2 separate regions of the Mus musculus genome follow, and region 2 is linked to region 1. The links are chromatin contacts, called in public HiChIP or PLAC-seq maps. All regions are on one chromosome and are shown on one strand. The core of a region is the stretch at or near the end of the contact, and the rest is flanking DNA. Distances in the headings are between cores, read along the strand shown.

Region 1 (3,989 bases), core at 641-3,140:
TAGAAGGAGATATACTTGATGAATAGGATTAAAATACATTGCATATAACATGAAGTTCTCAAACTTATTAAAATATTATATTGAATTTTAAAATACTTTAAAACTTTGTTTCAAATTGATCATCAGAGCAATCTGAAGCCACCTTTTCCTCCCAAATAATAATGTATGCCTATAAGATTTTTGAGTTTAGAAAAAATGGAGGGTGGTAAAAGTATCGAGTGTTTTCTTTTCCCATTCAAATTTTTAATCTTCATGGATGCAATAGATTTTAGAGGTAATAATAAAAATCCCAAACAAACACTACAATTGCCTAGTGATGTAATATCATCAGTTACTTAGGGATTTTTGTTTCTTCTCTAAGCAATAATCTTCCCTGCTTACAGAGTAAAGGTCTTGGTCTTCCTGGTAGCCTGTTTGGCTGAGCTTGGATCTAAGTAGCCAATCCTCCTTTAAAACAGAGCAGTCAGGCTAGGAGAGAAAACGCTGTCAGAGCAGTGCACATTTCCAGACCTAAGACGCTGGATTTTCAAACCTAATATCAGCCCAGTTGGGGTATCTCATCGCTAAGATCTCATCTCATTATTTTTTCAATTCATATTGGATTCACTGTTAAGCTATTTTCAGTCATGCACATTGACCTAGATTCTCCCACGGTGTAAGCTACTCCCCAGGAGTAAGCTGGGTACTTGAGGAAAGTGCATTAACCCTTTCAGGTCTGCTGTGTTAACTGCTTTCCTGGTGTTGTAGAAGAGACACCTCTCAGGACAGTAAGTGAGGCTTTCATATATAGAGGAGGATTTGAACAGCTTACTTAGACACCTCTTGAACAACCTCAAACCTCGCAGAAACTGGTTTACTTTCTAGAATGATAGCAAATATTCAGATGATGGATTTTAAAACAATATTCTGATAAATATTCCATTGTATAATTATTATTTAGATTCTACTTAGAGAAAAGCCTCTGACCCAAGACCTAGGTAACTATTAAATAGCAACCTTCCTTTGAAGATCATAAAATATAGTTTCTTGTTCTAGCAGAGAGCTTAGAAAAGCATTAACAGTTGTTAATATTTTATTTTCTTTCTACAGAGCCTTAAACAAGGTAACTATTTATTTAGCTACACTGTCCTTTAAAATAAATAAATCTAACTTAAAATAGTTGCAGCAAGAGTGACCCCTTTTACTTGTACCGCATTGTCACTTGGCTCTTACAAGAGACAAACCAAGAGACACATATTTGAAGAGTGGCTACACATGAGGATTTACTGACACCACCCTGGTAGTTGACCTCTGCATCATCTTACTCTTCCTTCATTTCTTCACTTCATAGAACTTTCTCCTCCTGCATTTGGCTTCTTTTACGGGTTATTTCTTCATTAAAGTTGGTTATTGAATACCTCTACTCACAGGGCAAATCAGCAGCAAACAAAAATAGTACTGTTTCAGTAAAGACTCAGCCTGGCATTAGATTGGTATCTTGCATTTGCCCAGTGTATCTTGATAGCAAGGGGACTAATAGAGAGACAGTAAGGCATGGTTAGGAGAACACATTAGGAGGACTTTGGGGAGACCATCCATCTAGTAGTGAGAAGTCAGAGGCAGAAGAATGTGATGTCCTTCACTGCCTCTTTGTACTCCCCTCCTTTGGAAAGGTAACAGTGAAAGTAAGGCAAGTTCCATCTGGATTAGATCAGTGAAGGAAAACAAAACACAAATAGAGGGGTGGCTGTAAGAAAATTAGCAGACAGAAACTATCGATGTCTGCTGAAGTGCTGCATGAAAATGACTAACATGCAACTTCCAAGGAAGTAGAAAACAAGTGCTAACTAACAGGAATGTGGGCCAGCCCCTCCCCCTCCCTAGCCCTTACTGCTCTTGCTAACTTGTTTACAAGAGTGTCTCACTCAATAAACCTGAGCTACTCGAGGTCAGTGGCGCTCCTGGTGAGGCCAGGAGTGCCTAACATGTGGAAAGATTCAGTCAGTGTTTGCTGATGGGGGAAATATGTCACCATCTTTAAGCAAATACTTTGACCAAGACATCTGGAAATGTACATTTTATTTTATTCCTTGAAACAGTGTATTTTACTCAGGAGAAAATGGTCACAGCTACTTAAGAAATTGTCTAGTGAGATTTATTAAGTTTCTCTTTGTTTCCAAACAAAACAAAGGACCAACAACTAAGAACTGCTAAAGATTGATACTCTATCTTTGTGGTTTACTGCCCAGTCTAATACTTTTTTTTTAAGTGCTTGTGGCATGATACAGATGAATTAGAACTTGAATTAAGCTGCGCTTCTTGATGGTTCAAATTTATTATTCCAAAAAAAAGCTGTTTGCTTTCTTCTTTGATAGATGCTCATGGGTTTACACTGTCCCTAAGCTAAAATGTGTCTCCTTCTCACCAGTAGGATCTCTTCTAGCTAAGAACAAACTTGTACAGAGGTCCATGAGTAGACATGCATTCCCAGTGTTTAGAATATCTAGTTTTATGCCTTGAAAGTAGATTTACTGTGTAGAATTATCAAGGTACCTTACAGCTTAACTTCCTTTTAAAAATCAACAAACAGAAGCTTCAATAAATATCTATCACAGAAACAGGGAAGCCGCAAAATGCCCTCTTAGGGAAGTGTATAAACTCTTCTAAGCCTTGGAAGAGGTTATTTGCTAAATGTCTAAAAGAGTTAATGATCTTCCAGAAGGGAATAAAGATCAAACCCAGTGTCCTCTACAGCACTAATGGCTCAGTACACTAAATCTTTTACTCTTCTCTAAGTGACTTCAGTCTCTTTCTTTGGCCTCCTGAAAGCAAAATCCTAGTCCTTTATATTCAAGGGGGGAAACTACTTTAAGATTGCATTAAAACCATATGCTGCCCAGGAAGTTCAATGTTAGCAGGCAGTAAATTACACATTTAACCTGTTTGTTGTTCCTCAGTGTTGCTACAAACATATTAGAGTACCTAGTACCTTTTAATGGCTAGAAACTCAGTCCATGCCATTTGGAAAACATATGTTCTGTTCATGGTGGATTTTAGTTCTGCCTTCCTCTTAGCACCTGCAAACTGGTCTAGATTATTGCAAATCATTATATAAATATGAACAATAAGCACTTGAGTAGAAATAATTGATACACCACCCATACTTCCATTTTGCAAGGTAAAATAAAAGATGGATTTTTCCCCCCTCGGCCTAATTCCCACTTCCCATTAAAGTTGTGTATATAAATAACCCAGGTTATCTTTTTTTCCTTGCAAGAAACTCTGTTTTTATCTCAGTTTCACTCCTAGTAGCTCAGAACTCCACTACTCTAAATTAGGACAGTTTATCTTAAGGCTTCATAATCTTATGAGACTATAATTGGGAAGTTTATAAAAAAAAAAAAAAGCAGGGAGGGGGGCTGCTTTGTAAGCTTAGCAGCTGAGATAGAAGGAGGGAACGAGAGGCTACAGCAGAATTACGCCATCACGGCTAGCCAGACTCCGCTTGACAGAGCCGTTTAATATTTTGACAAGACAAAATATAAAGCAACATTTTATTCTGTAGAGACTTCACTAGACACAAGCATGGAAGTACTTGTGATCAATAAAGTTTGTGGTGGAGAGTGATTTATTTACAGTGGGGTATTATGTAGAGAAAGAGCTGTGATATTTCCACAGGCTTTGACGGCATAATGGGCTGCTCTCAATCCTTACACGGAAGGGTTAGATTGTCATGGTTGCTCAGGCAGTATTCAAAACGTTATCTGATCAGCCTTAAAGACTTCAGAACGAGACAGATGATTAGTTACCCTAAACGATCCTCATCATGCAGAAATTGATGATTTAATATAGTCAATGACAGACGATTCCATTTGTACTAGATAAAGTGTCTGCGGTTTGTATCAATCATAATAGAGTTATTATTGAGCATAAAAGAAACGCATGTTTAATATCATTAATTCCAGATATGTCCCTTTCCACATCTGGCATTCATCCATAGACCAGAAGCA
Region 2 (3,989 bases), core at 1,018-3,517, 220 kb after region 1:
CCAGGGCCACACTACAGACGCCTGGCAGCTTTGACCCTCTCTCGTCTCTTTTATTCCTCTTCCCTGCTTTCCCTCTTTTCAAGAGAAACCCATGGCATGGGGGAAAGTGTACCAACAACAAGAACCAGTTTAAAGTGCACATATTCTTTGGTCATGCAAAATACTTTCCCATCTTCTTCTTGTTGTCCCCTCTTAGACTTAATTGAATATCACAAAGTGTACCAATAGCACAGCCACTAGAGCTATTGAAAACCCCTCTCACTCCATTTAACTGACTTTAAAAAAAAAAAGAAAGAAAGAAAAAGAGAGAAAGAGGAAAGAGTGATTACAAATAAAGTCATTTTCAGTTCCTGATTATTTAATTCTATCACAGGTTAAAAGTAAAAAGCTCTGACAGGCAGACAAGTGAATGGCAAGGGGGAAAAGAAAAAAGAAAAAAAGAAAACTACCAGTCTTTCTTACAAGATGTTAAAACTGGAGTGATAAAAATTATACACATATATATCTTACTTTCATGTAAAAGATACGCCATCACCCACTCACCCAAACGGCGGAAAATCCACACAGAAGAACCGAATACTCCATAAAGTGCAATCAAGGGAGCAAACAGTCAAATTCCATTAAAAGGTTGGGGTTGGGAGAAAAAGAAAATTCCATCCAGTCCTGTGTGTGTACATATATATGGATATATGTATAAACACTTTCATTACTTAGCAGTCTTTGCCCCACACTCCCACCCTCTCCATCCACCTAACCCCCACCCCAAAACAACAACAACAACAAAAATCCCACCCCGAGTTTAACTAATTTACATACCATTTGACTTCACCCCTGTTGAGAGCATTAATAGAAACATGCAACTTCAAGATTAGAGCTAAAGCCAATGAAAGTGTCCGCAAATAACATATTAATAAAAACTGAAATGCATAAAGAAGTGAAAGCAAATACAAAAAAAAAAAAAAAAGCACAGTGACAGATTAAAATAAACAGACATAGACATGTTTAAAAAGAATTGGACATCATGAGCATCTGGTTCCCAAGCAGCCTCCAATGGTTTTTATCATGCTATTTAATTTGTCTTCCCTATTTAAATGCAAAGGAAGTAAATTCCAAAACTGACATACCATAAACACTGGTGCTACTGATCATTTCTTGCTGGTAGCACAAAAAGCTGAATTGGATTTCTCACAAGCAGGAATTCCAAAGGTTGCTTTTCATTAAAGCCACTTTTCCTCTCAGCTATCAAATGTCACTGCCTTGAAACGTGGGCCCTTTCGTCAGGTATTCATTTAACCTACATGCATATAATTAAGGGGGAAAGCAACATCAACAAAAAGGGGATCTCAGATCACAGGAGAAGAAAGAAAGGAAAAAAAGCACATGACCGGGAATACAAGTCCATGTCAATTTCACTCACTCCCATTGAAACTAACAAGAGCTCCGGGGAGGACGGTAATAGGATCAGTGGATTGTATATACCATTAAATTATACATCTTTCTCTCCCGTTCCTTGCCAACAATACGCCCACCACGCTGTACCCCCTCCCGCATGATGTGCTTACAGTTTTCTGCAACCGATCCTCTGACATTTTTCTCGATCCCCCAGCCACGAGATTGTAATTTAACCTCAACTTTTTGTGTGTGTGCAAGATTCTTATTTACACTTCTTATTTACTTAGAAGTTAGTTCCCGAAGAAAGTCTAGCCCCACCCTATGGCTCCGCTTTCTTATTTTATTTTTTTTATTTTTTGAGGTAAAAAGATAGTAGTGAGTAAGCCCAATATCGCGAAAAGCGAGATTCTTGCAGTCACGAACTCTTAATCCCATACTATTGTTATAACGATTAAGCTGCAGAAATATGCATCATAATGTTTCAGGGCTACTTTGTACAGAGAAATTAGACAGCAGGTTGGCGTACAAAATAGAAACGAATGCAAATTAAATTTACTGTTTACGGCACAACTCTGAGACCTCTTCTCACTACAGGTCTTGGATCTATCTATATTCTTTAAAAATAAAACAAAAACAAAAAATTTAAACAGATGGTAAAAAACTACGAAGCTCTCCTTACCTGGACGCGCAGAGCGAGCTCCCGATAGGTTAGCGTAGCATCGATCCGATGTGTTTGCTGATGAATGGAAGCTAGGGTTAAGTGAAGGTGCCTATGATTTGAAATCATTCCAAGTTTTTGAAGGGAAGACGGACTGCAGCCTCTGCCATGTTGGAATTTCAAACCCAAAACAGCTGCTTGGAAGGAGCCAGCATGCCAGAGGCTGAGCGCAGGCGCAGAGCGCCGCCGAGCCAAATTCAAATCACTTTCACACTAAGAGCCAAAGATCAGTTTTCAAAGGAGAGAGGGAGAAAGAGACGCAGGCGGCCGCGCGGCCGGGCGTCGGGAGGCAGTGGCGAGAGGCGGGCGTTGGAGCGCGGCGGGCCGGGAGCCCCGGGAGGGAGCGGCGGCGCGGGCCGGGACTGCAGGGGGAGCGGAGGCGGGAGGCGGCGAGCGGCGCCCGGCCGCGGGCGGACAGGGAGGGCGCAATGGCCGGCCGCCGGGTCATGTTACACGGCCCGGGCCTCGGCGGCCGCCCAGCCTCACAGCTGCGCTCCCGCGGCCCGGAGGGGGCCCCGAGGTCATGCCGGCGCGCGGGGACGCGGAGCCCGGCCCAGCCCGCGCGCGGGGAGCGACGCCCCCGGGGGAAGCGAGCCCCGCTGTCCACGCGCGATCGCGCGTCCCTGAGGGCCCCTCCCCGGTCCTCCGGTCACCACCGTAGCCTGGCCAGCCCTCCCTGCTGCTGCGCGCACGGGACGGGGACCGGGACGTGGAGCCGGGACGTCCCCTATCCCCGAGGCTCCCCGCACCAGTCCGAAAATGACTTTATCTGCTAGGGAGAGGCAAGTTGGGGAGGCAGATCAGCTTGAACCCACTTCACCGCCTCCACCTCCCCGGGAATAAATAAAAACCCTAAGTATCTAGGTGTGCGGTCCCCTCTCAAGCTCCCCCGGCTCCCCTCCCTACCTCCCCCAGGCGGCTCGGGCAGGGGAGAGCAGCGCCCGGGGGCCCACGGTGAGGGCTGTTGGTGCGCAGGCAGAGACCTGGGGCTTCAGCTTTCCCAGCCCCCCGCTATGGAGCAATCTGGGGACCCAGGAGAAGGAAGAGAGTCGGGGCTTTGTGGTGCTGGGAGCTGAGGAAGAATGAAATGTGCAGTTGAGTGTGTGGCTCGCATCCCAGGGAGCAGTGCCGTGCTGATTGTCTGTGGCTGAGATAGCCTTTTGTTCGCAACATAAGGTTTAAGAAACACACACACGTTTTCTGGGGTCTCTTGTTAGATGTAAATGTGCTGCATCCAGACGCTTACTATGCAGTGTAAGCTCAGTTGGTTTACTAATCACCCCGCCCCACCCCCAAACAATCAGGATCATTTGAATGGGAACCTCATTCAGACTTCTGGGCTGAGAGGATTGCCTTCAACCTATTTCATCCTAGACTAGCCAACCATCCAACTGAGATAATAAAGCAAACAATAACATTTGATCATGATGTCTACGAGATAATGTGCCCGGCAAAGTTCTTAAGGAATTGTAATGAGAGAAAGAGAGAGTTGGGCAATAATTTCTCTTCATTTTCATTAAATATGACTTTAATAGATAAATGGTGAGTTTATACTTTGGCCTGCTGGATGTCCAGTCCTCTATATTTCAACTAAGCTGAGAATGCAAGAGGCAAATTATGTATTCGACCAGGAGGCCATCTAGCTGAAAATGTTACTTTGAAGGTTGGAGCAGAAAATACACTTGTTTAGGAAGAATGTCCTTCCTCACTGTCCGCATGTCTGTCCGTATGTCTGCTAGCTTCTAGGCTGGAGCTTTAATAGACAAAACTCCAGCTCTCATAAAAGGCCAAACATATACTTAGAAATTCATTTCTTTCTTCATTTGAGATTTTCTTGCATCTCAATAGATGCACTTATCACAATAAATTAAATGGTTAA

Evidence for each region. HiChIP or PLAC-seq counts read pairs in DNA pulled down with a chosen protein or histone mark.
Region 2: a contact with region 1 is called in an H3K4me3 HiChIP or PLAC-seq map of embryonic limb bud, with 2.6 times the contacts expected there. The contact joins the promoter of Fign here to the enhancer-like site in region 1. A contact is called at or near these places in 3 of 39 promoter capture datasets (liver and maxillary cranial neural crest), 2 of 484 Hi-C or Micro-C datasets (cranial neural crest and nephron progenitors), 2 of 115 datasets of contacts at active chromatin or transcription factors (embryonic limb bud and embryonic stem cells) and 2 of 9 other capture datasets (adipose tissue and liver).

Annotation. Positions count from the first base shown.
Region 1 is chr2:63,874,686-63,878,674 of GRCm38.p6, forward strand. No RefSeq gene overlaps it. Among named protein-coding and RNA genes, the nearest start is that of Fign, 220 kb to the right of the region's middle. Within about 2 kb of position 1,891, at least 22 of the 459 cell types and tissues checked have an H3K27ac peak or open chromatin away from gene starts, as enhancers often do. A contact at or near this core is called in embryonic limb bud, where this site is marked.
Region 2 is chr2:64,095,771-64,099,759 of GRCm38.p6, forward strand. It overlaps Fign (fidgetin), which reads right to left and starts at 2,268. Exons shown (of 4, transcript NM_001267846.1): 1 at 2,072-2,268; 2 at 1,125-1,294.